3 separate regions of the Callithrix jacchus genome follow, and regions 1 and 2 are each linked to region 3. Evidence: chromatin contacts called from public Hi-C data. All regions are on one chromosome and are shown on one strand. The core of a region is the stretch at or near the end of the contact, and the rest is flanking DNA. Distances in the headings are between cores, read along the strand shown.

Region 1 (3,383 bases), core at 563-3,062, 130 kb after region 3:
ACATGAAAGCATCCTCAACCCAAAGTATAATACATATTTAATCACGGCTCCTGACAAATTTTGTCTTATGCATGAAACAAAAGTGTTCTCACTCTTACCTGTATATCCAGCATACCATCCCCAGGAAGCCACCATTCCTAAAAGCCATTTATACATGATTCCTTCGATATACCAGAACCGCTTACTGTCCAGCACGCGAAGGGGCTGAAGTATAATTACATAGCAGATATAGGATGGAATAGCAACCAGGTTGTTGGCGACCATGAAGGCAAACCTCATCAGTGCTTTCACCAAGAGCCAGCCCAGCCATGGAGCTTCTTCCAAAGTCATAGCCATTCTCACATTGGAGTCCGTCTTGTCTTTCTAGGGTAAAAGAAAAATTCATTTAAAAAGGAAAATGGATTAAACACATCTAAACAGTAACCAACGGAAATAGTCCCTAGCACAAAATACAAAGCGAGGGTTGAAGCTTCTGGATGTTGTAGTACCTCGGTGATCTCAGGGGAGATTCCAGAGGAGGGACAGACAGCGAGGGAGGAGGAGCCGCACAAGGTCAAGGGAACTGTTAACCAAGGCACTGGGTATGTCACAATATATTTAGCAAATGATAACACAATTCCCATTCAGTAACCGGCGGCCGTCCCCGCACCGCGTCTCACTGCAGTCGTCTATGTGGACTTAGAAAATAGATCCACTCGCTTCAGATACCCTCAGGATCTCCAAACTGAAGACACGAGTGACACAACCGAAACAGGGTCCTCTCGATCAGATTTTCCAGATACTGAGGACCTCGGTCCCCTCACCACCACCATTCCTGCAAACTGATGCATTCCTTTAAAAGGTCTCCGGCGCTAGCGAAGAGTTGCCCTCAAAATTCTCATTTGCAGCAATAGGATTTTTGTTTTCCTTTTTTTTTTTTTTTTTTTTTAAGAAAAAAAAAAATAGGAGGCCCAGAAAAAAAGCTTAAAAGGTGAGAGGAAGAAAGTAGGGGGTTATAAAGCGAAAAAGAGGAAGGACAGGAGAAGGGGGAGGGGAGCAAAAGGCAAACAGAGGTAAAAGCCAAGGAACCGGGGATGAAAAGAATCAGATCACCGACCAGAGGGCAGGGAAGTGGGGGATGATGAAAGCAGCAGAGAAGAGGAGGCGACCGCAGCGCGGGGGACCGGTGGAGCCGGCAGCGGTTTCCGCGGATGTGGAGGGGTCGTGGCGGCGGGCGCGGCCCGCGCGCCGGGCTCACCTCGGCGGGTGCGGATGGCGGGCGGCTGCGGAGCGCCGGGGCGGGTGTCCCCCGCCGAGGGGTCGCGGTCATTGACGCGGCGGCGGCCCAGGCGGCCCGAGGCGCGGCGCGAGCGGGTGCGCGGGCGCCCTACTCCCCTCGCGGCTGCCTGCGGACAGAGGGACGGCGGGGACTCAGAGGCCGGACCTGTCACCGGGGCGGGTCCCGGGGAGGCGGGCGGATGCCCCGCGCCCCCACCTCCTCCCCGGGGCCTACCGCGCCCTCGTCCCTCAGGCCGCCGCCACCTCTGTGGGCCACGCGACGACGACACCTATTCCCCGCCCCCAGCGCCTCCCCAGGCCCGGTTCCGTTGCCGCTCCCGGGCCTGCAACCGCTGAGCCGGGGGTTACCTCGGGCTGGCCGGGCCCCGGCCCGGGCTTTGGGAGCCTGAGGAGCCGGAAGAATGCATGGCCGGCGAGGTGGCCGGCGGAATAAGGTGGCGGCGGGGCCCTAGCCCCTCTCCGGCTGTGGCACGGCTCGCGCCTGGTCCCCAGCGGCGCCGAGACTCGGTCCCCAAGGGCCCGGCCGCGTTCGCCCGGAGTGGCGGGGAGGGGCGGCGGGAGGAAGCGGCGGGAGTCGGGACTGCGGCGGAGCCGCCCCCACAGCGCCCTCTAAGGAAAGCGCGGTCCCTGCCGCCTGGCCCGCTCGCCCCGCCTGGCCCTTGCCTCAGACCCCTTTGCCTGCGAGTCGGGCCCCTCCGGGCTAACTGGACGCTCGGCCAGGACCTCGGTGAGTACAGAACATACCGAGGGAAGAGCCGCTCGGAAAGCTCTGGGATTGAACACCCACCCTCACACCCCGGGAGTGCTTTGGTGCAGTTGCGAGCCCTTTTCAGCCAGCACGGCCGCCTCTCATTGTTAGGGCTCTCTTCTCTGCCCAGACCAGGAACCTGTCTCCTGGAAGGCCAGATGTCCTCTTTTCATTCTTAATGGAACACAGTTGCACTAACGGCTTTTCTTCTTAACCTCTGCAGAGTATTATCGTCTAGTATTTTAAATTCATTCTTTTTAGTGTCAAAAGTCTTGTTTCAGGAAAGCAGTTGGAACATTAATGGCAATTCCACTTTCCCATTCACCGCCCCCTCCCCCACCACCCGTCCAAGAAATTCAGTGGGAATGAATAGTCTACACAGAGAAACTGAAATCTGGTTAGTCAAGAAGGAAGAAATAGCCAAGTGCCTGGCATTAAGTAAATATTCACCCCCCCCAAAAAATGAAAACAAACAAAAAAAACGGTGGCCATGAGAACTCCTAGACAGGTCCCTGTCACTGCATTCTGACTCAAAGGCTGGACCACCTGAAGGAAAATAGAGAAATAGTCTATTGACCTACCGACTTGAACGTTCTTAAATGATCTACCTAAATTTTAGTTTTTAAAAACCCTGTGTATAAAACCTTATGTCACTTAATCTCATTTGTAAATGGAGGGGATAGGGGTAGGGCAGATTTTACACTCCCTAGGGAACTGGCATATTTGAATCAGAATGCCACCTATTCTGCCTACTTTGAAAATATTCATCACAGAGTTTGCTCTGAACTCTCAGCTTTCTCTAATTTCATTTCCTCTTAGGTCCACAGGTGAAGGAAAGATATGCCTCATTCTATTCCTTGCATTCTCTCTTAATTGACAAGGGTAGTAAGATCTTTAAATAAATCTCATGAGAGTGATAATATATGTACTTTAGAATATTGTTCAAAATATGTAATTCTTAAGTAAAATAGGTGAGGCACATACTTATTTCCAGAATCAAGAATAAACTCTAAGGATTCCATTTGGTCCATCCCATTCAGCTTTCTCACATGTTCAGTAAATGTTGGCTGACACCTGGAGAGAGATAACCTACAATGGGATTTACACATGATTCCTGGATCAGGGACCATCTGCCAGAGGACCAGACACAGCAGCACCGATGAAATGTAATTTAGTACCAGGCCCAGAATTCATTTTCAGGCTCAGAAAAGAGCCAGAGGTTAGGCAGGACCTCTGGCTCTTTAGTCTACAAAAACAGCACTTGCGGTGTCTACCAAAGAAACAGATTCTTAGGCATCATACTAGAACATTTTAATACTCTAGGTCCAGTGGACCTAGGAACCTGCTATTGAAAAAG
Region 2 (2,937 bases), core at 411-2,910, 230 kb after region 3:
TTTTTTTAAGCTGTTCATTAGCTGTTTGTATTTTTTCTTTAGTGGATTCTCTGTGTGCTTGGTCTAATTTTCGGTGTTGGTTACTGGTCTTTTTCTTAATGATTTGTAAATACTTTTAAATACCAAAGCTATTACTCTGACATCTATTATGAATGCTGCAAATATATTCCCTATAATTTTTCTATCTTGTAGTTTGGCTTATCATGCTTTCTGCCATTTAAAGTTTTATTTCTTTACCCTGGGATGTGCAAACTCCAGAAAAAAATGGAGCCAGTGCTCCCCGATTTCAAGTTTTAAATTAAAATTTTTGTGCAATTAGTGCCTTCACTCTTTTTTTCTTACAGACCCTGCCCTTTGTGCTGTTGGAAGCAGTTTTAAACCTGCTTTTCTACTACAGGACGATGCATTTGTTAAGGTGACTTTTTATTTTTCATATTCATAGAGCAACTAGTTTTCCCAAATTACCGTCCAGAGATAGCAATGGCTGGGTCAGAGTGTGACCCAGATGACATTTCTGCTATGCAGATTTTAGAAGCAAAAGTGATGATGCAGCTTCCATTATCTGGAGATCTGTTTTCATCAAACAGAGAATGAGAAGTGAATTGAGTTGTGTGCTAAGGCCAGTTCTTTGCTTCTTATGCAAAGGATGTGAAAATAATGGTCCTTTCTCCCTAGAACTCAGCAGGTAGGCTGGGCTCATTACAGCAGGGAAATTTTACCAAAGCAAGAACACCTGAGGGACAAAATTGGCCTGCCAAACCAACCAAATGAACTCTCCAGCAATTGCCTGGCATGGGCTCCCCTCCCACAGGGGTTGCTGATTGCTCAGGCTTTTATAATTCTTGAGCCCTGTTCCAAGGAGCCTTTGTGGTTTAAATCAATATGCTTCTGGGAATAAGTGCCCTTATTATTTCCTCGTTCACATTATTTGCTGTGCTCTTATACTACCCTGACATAATACTCTTTGTGCTGCAGTACAATAACAGTCCTTTCAGGAATCTCTAAGAGCTTTCTAATTAGAACCTACAACCTCACAACAGATGGAGAACATGAAGCCCAGAGACAGGGATGATAAAGCTTCACCTTGGTCACAAAGGAGCCAAGCTTCAGTGCCCAGGTTACATTGCTTATCTGGCATTGATTGCAGAATTGTAAGTCTGCTTCAGTGCATGGCAGGGAATGCTGGTTCCTTTGCAGTATGGCTTAGGGGCACCTGCTGTTGAGTTGAGGACTGAGAACTAGCCTACGCCATTTCTAGCCACACCCAGGAATTGGTTGGACAATAGCTCTTGTGTTTACAACCAGTTCTCAGTGACAAGGCTCAGACCAGAAACTGCATGAAAGCTAGGTCATTTGAAACTGAATTTTGCATTCGATAAATTTTCTTGATTGCCTACCATGTGCTAGCCACCATATTGAACACCAATCAGGCAAAGACGAACCCCCAATCCCTCCCTTTAAATGTTTACAGTCTAGAAGAGGAGACAGATAAGTAAGCAGAAGGTTATAAAGATATAAGAAGCCAAGTGCTTTACTAGAGACCAGAACAGAAGGCGAGGGTAGTCCTCAGCCCCGGGGCCTTCAGGGTATTCTTCCTGCTTCCTGGAGAGGAGGACTTTTGACTTGGGTAAATCTTAGGAGATAGGCTGGAGCTTGCTGGGCAGAGCTGGGGAAGTGCATTGCATGCTGAGAGCCAAGCACAGAGAAAGGCCCAGAGATGGGCAATGTACAGGGGTTCAGGGAGCAACGAGAAAGTCAGCATGTCCAAAGTGGCCATGGTCATCCCACTGTTTTTTCTCGTCTATTGTTACAGCAAAAATCTCTCTTTCTATGCTCAATATTTTATTTCAGATGTTGAAAAGGCTGAACATTGGTTTTGTCTTTGTCTTGTTGCTTTAACCCTCCATTTCTCCTCAGGGCCTTGTGGGTGCCTCTGAGGGGGAAGATCATGTCTTTCCTGAAAAAAAAGCACAAAGATGAATATCTCACTGCAGTATGAAGACACAAGGGCAGTTCAGGGAATTTAGGACGGGAACCCAGCTGGGCCTTCTTTTACCATCTTTAGAAAACATGGCCTTGGAAAGCTTCCAAGGTTACCTGTCACAGGTCCAGCCACCCAGTGGGAAATCCTGTGGTCCAAAGCTTGTTGCAGAATCCGTAGATGAAAAGACATAGGGGCTAGGGGTATGAGGGGAAAACACAAGCTAACAGATGGCCCAAGCAAGAGCAGAAGCCTTGGATACGAGCTTCATAGCTGGCTCTGGAATCGGGCTGGACTGCAGTGGTGGGAAACTGAAGGCCACCTCTGGCTTTTTTTTTTTTTTTTGAGACAGAGTCTTGCTCTGTTGCCCAGGCTTGAGTGCAGCGGCAGGATCTCAGCTCACTGCAACTTCCACCTCCCGGGTTCAAGCGATTCTCCTACCTCAGCCTCCCAAGTAGCTGGGATTACAGGCATCCGCCACCACACCCAGCTAATTTTTGTATTGTTAGTAGAAACTGGGTTTTACCATATTGGCCAGGCTGGTCTCAAACTCCTGTCCTCAGATGATCCACCTGCCTCCCGAAGTGCTGAGATTATAGATGTGAGCCACCATACCCAGCCTCTTTGTGTTTCTTTTCCCTGGTGTCTTCCTTGCTCACTCCACATTCCACAGGGTCTTCCAGGTTTCATATACCTCCTCAGTCAATGCAAATAATGTGTGCCCTGCTCAAGTCTCCTTCAGTGCCACTTTGCCACCTCAGCTAGATCTTGGCACCATGGACACTCACTGAGCACCCTAACATAGGTGACAACATTTGGAAGCTTCCTGGGGGCAGGGATTCTGCACCTCCTACACATATACATAATGCCTTGCACATAGTAGATATTCCAGGAAAAAGAAGGGCCAAGAGAGAGGAAAGATGAACAGGAAAGAACCTAGCTAGAAACTACAACCC
Region 3 (3,008 bases), core at 177-2,676:
AGCTCCTCTTCGGAAGCCCTTACAGCTGGTCATAGCTAGAGCAGCTCTGTCAGTAAGTGGTGTAGACCCTCACATGTGGGCCTTGGAGAGCAGCAAGATGTCTCCTGGGAGCTTGTTAGAGACGCAGACTCTCAGGCCCCACCCGGCCCTGCTCATCAGAATCTGCTCTTCAGCACAGGGCTCCTGTGCGTGTCACAGTGGAGAACAGCTGTGCTGGGGTGGGGCAACTTCCTGCTGAGAAACAGTGTGGACGGCATCTGCTTTTGAGGCGTACTTCCAGGGGAGTCCCACACTTGAACTTAGCCCAAAGTTTTTGGGAAGCCAATAAAGCACTAGGCTAGACCAATTTGAAACCATCCTAACTGGGGGCAGAGGGCAGCGACAGTCTCCAGCAAGGTTCCAGAGGACTGCAGGCTTATATTGCGCTGCAGAGCCCCCACACTGGACTTGACTCTCCAAGAATGCAAGGGAAAGAGAGAGTTAGAGGAATGGCCTCAAATCTGCTCTAATGATACATCCGTGTGTGTGTGTGTGTGTGTGTGTGTTTTGAGACAAGATCTCAATTTTGCCTAGGCTGGAGTGCTGTGGAGCAATCACAGCTCACTGCAGCCTTGACCTCCAGGCTCAAGCAGTCCCTCACCTCAGCCTCTCCAGTAGCTGGGATACAGGTGCTCATTGCCAGGCCTGGCTAATTTGCTTTTATTTTTAGTAGAGACAGAGTCTCACCATGTTGCCCAGACTGGTCTCAAGCTCCCAAGCTCAAGTGATCCTCCTGCCTCAGCCTCCCAGAGTGCTGTGATTACAGCGTGAGCCGCTGCCACAGGCCTCTAATTTACAAATAATGACAAATGATTCACAGGTGTTGGCATCTTAACTATTATTAGCTAGAAGCCATCTGTGACATCTCATTTCTGATCTTAACACCCTGCAGTTCTCAATTTGGGTTGAGATCAGAAGCCCTTGTTTTTTGTTTTTTTAATGCCTGGGGCACACCTCGTACTTCCTGATTCAGGGTCTGTGGTGAGGGTCCAGGTTTCTGTAATTTGGGGATGTCCCGGGTGGTTCTGACGGACACCCAGGGACAAGACCAACAGGAGAGGCTCCTGCCCTCTTTCAGCCCTGGCCTCTTGCGGCCATCCTGACTGTCGCCAGGTGGGGGCGCACTCTCCCTCCTGGCGCTGAAGGAGACCCGGGACAGCCCCGCCGCTCACCTACCTGGGCATGCTCTTTTTTGCAGGGGGAGGGAGGTGTGGATTATGAGTCTGGACTCCGGGGAACGCAAACCCTTGGGAGACCTAAAGGCTGCGCAGTGTCCGAATATAGAAATATTGGCCCCGTAGCTGAACCAGTAACAGCAGACTGCAGCTTTACATGGACAGAGATGTTCCCGAAGGTGCCATGGGGCCTATTGGCCCAGGCCTGGGAGTGTTTGCTCGGAGCCCTTCACTCTGCACATCAGTTTCAGCCCCCGCCCCACCCCGCCTGCTCTGACTTTGAGGCGAGCCCAGGTGAGATGAAGGCTCAGTCCAGGGCTGTGGGACTTTTTCCCATGAAGTGTCGTGAAAGCTCCTCCTGGAGGCCTTTGTGGCCACAGCCGCCGCCCCCCTCCTCCACCCCCGCCTCTACGGTACCCTTGGGCCTTTAGAGGTGAGCTTCCAGGGGCTGGACGACCCCGCACCCACTTCCCGTTAGGCCAAATGAGACTGAAGGCGGTGCGGCTGGGGGGCTGCCTGGGGAGCACAGCGCGGGCCACAGCGACAGAGAGGGCAGGTCAGGGGCCTGACTCCAGCCCCAGCTTCCTAGGAAGTTGTGACCCTGCGGCTGTGGACCTTCCCTCCCCTTCTCGGAGGCTCAGCTCTCCTTTCTATGTGGTGTGGGTGGTGCAGATGATCTCCGCCTTATGCTCTGCCTTTAGCCAGCCATGATTCCCTGAGTGCTTCACGTGGACAAGGTTCTCTGTCTGCCAATGCCCCGGCAGAGAACACACACAGGGCACATGCGTGCAAACAGACTTAGGATCCAGGTTCTGAGGAGTACATTCTGGAAGGCTCATCTGCCCTCCTTCCCTGCTGGTGGCACAGACCACTCCCACCCCAGCAATAGTCCCAACACTAGGGACTCTCACCCATCAATGTCCTGGATGTGCCTGGCACTGTGCAAACTCTTTGCATGTGAATCTCACTCCACACCTTCCCACAACTCCATGAGGAAATACCACTATCCCCATTTTATCTTAGTTTTAGAAGACAATTTTTATGTCAATTTAAGCTATCAAATGTACCAGGTCTGCTGAAATGTGTAATTTTTGCCTTTTTCTCTGTTGGACTAAAACAGGGCCAATTGTGACACTATTTGGCATATAAAGCACCAAGCATTTTTCCATTAAGAATGAACAGATCTCCCCAGCACTTTGGGAGGCCCAGGCAGGAGGATCGCTTAATCCCAGGAGTCTGAGACCAGTCTGGGCAACATAGTGAGACCCTGTCTCTACAAAAAAGTTTAAAATTAGCTGGACCGGGTGACACACACCTGTGGTTCCAGCTACTCACAGGAGTTGAGGAAGGAGGATCTCTTGAGCCCAGGAGGTCCAGGCTGCAGTGAGCTGTGATTGCTCCACAGCACTGCCCTCCAGCCTGGGAGATAGAGACTCTGTCTTCAAACAAACAAACAAAAAAAGAACAGATCTCAAGGTGGGACCAAACTGAGATTGGGTTTTAAATCATTGCCAAGTATTCCACACCTCTTTATCACATAACTGATTGCCTGGAGAGGAAACCGAACTCTTCTAGAACATCAGGCACAGGCATGACTCAGTGTGACTCAGTGCATCCCAAAACAGTGAAGCCTAGGGCTTGCTTGGTTTGGTGGTTTGGCTAGTTGTTTTTTGTCTTGCTTTTTTTTTTGTGGGATTGGTTGTTTCGTCTTGCTTTGTTTGTCAAAAATTCTGGACATAAATGGCTCAAGATTTTATTTCAAACTGCTGCAGCATCATCAATACGTATGATTTC

What was found. A called contact is a pair of places that touch in the nucleus more often than the background predicts.
Region 1: a Hi-C map of induced pluripotent stem cells shows a contact between it and region 3, with 1.9 times the contacts expected there. The contact joins the promoter of LPGAT1 here to the enhancer-like site in region 3. A contact is called at or near these places in 3 of 3 Hi-C or Micro-C datasets (induced pluripotent stem cells and skeletal muscle).
Region 2: a Hi-C map of induced pluripotent stem cells shows a contact between it and region 3, with 2.0 times the contacts expected there. The contact joins two enhancer-like sites. A contact is called at or near these places in 2 of 3 Hi-C or Micro-C datasets (induced pluripotent stem cells and skeletal muscle).

The regions. Positions count from the first base shown.
Region 1 is chr19:16,974,795-16,978,177 of calJac240_pri, forward strand. It overlaps LPGAT1 (lysophosphatidylglycerol acyltransferase 1), which reads right to left and starts at 1,813. Exons shown (of 9, transcript XM_078356617.1): 1 at 1,627-1,813; 2 at 1,238-1,385; 3 at 99-363. The coding sequence starts at 1,309. It also overlaps the pseudogene LOC118149555.
Region 2 is chr19:17,071,866-17,074,802 of calJac240_pri, forward strand. It overlaps the pseudogene LOC118149555. Among named protein-coding and RNA genes, the nearest start is that of LPGAT1, 97 kb to the left of the region's middle. Within about 2 kb of position 1,661, at least 2 of the 16 cell types and tissues checked have an H3K27ac peak or open chromatin away from gene starts, as enhancers often do.
Region 3 is chr19:16,844,740-16,847,747 of calJac240_pri, forward strand. No RefSeq gene overlaps it. Among named protein-coding and RNA genes, the nearest start is that of NEK2, 19 kb to the left of the region's middle. Within about 2 kb of position 1,427, at least 3 of the 16 cell types and tissues checked have an H3K27ac peak or open chromatin away from gene starts, as enhancers often do.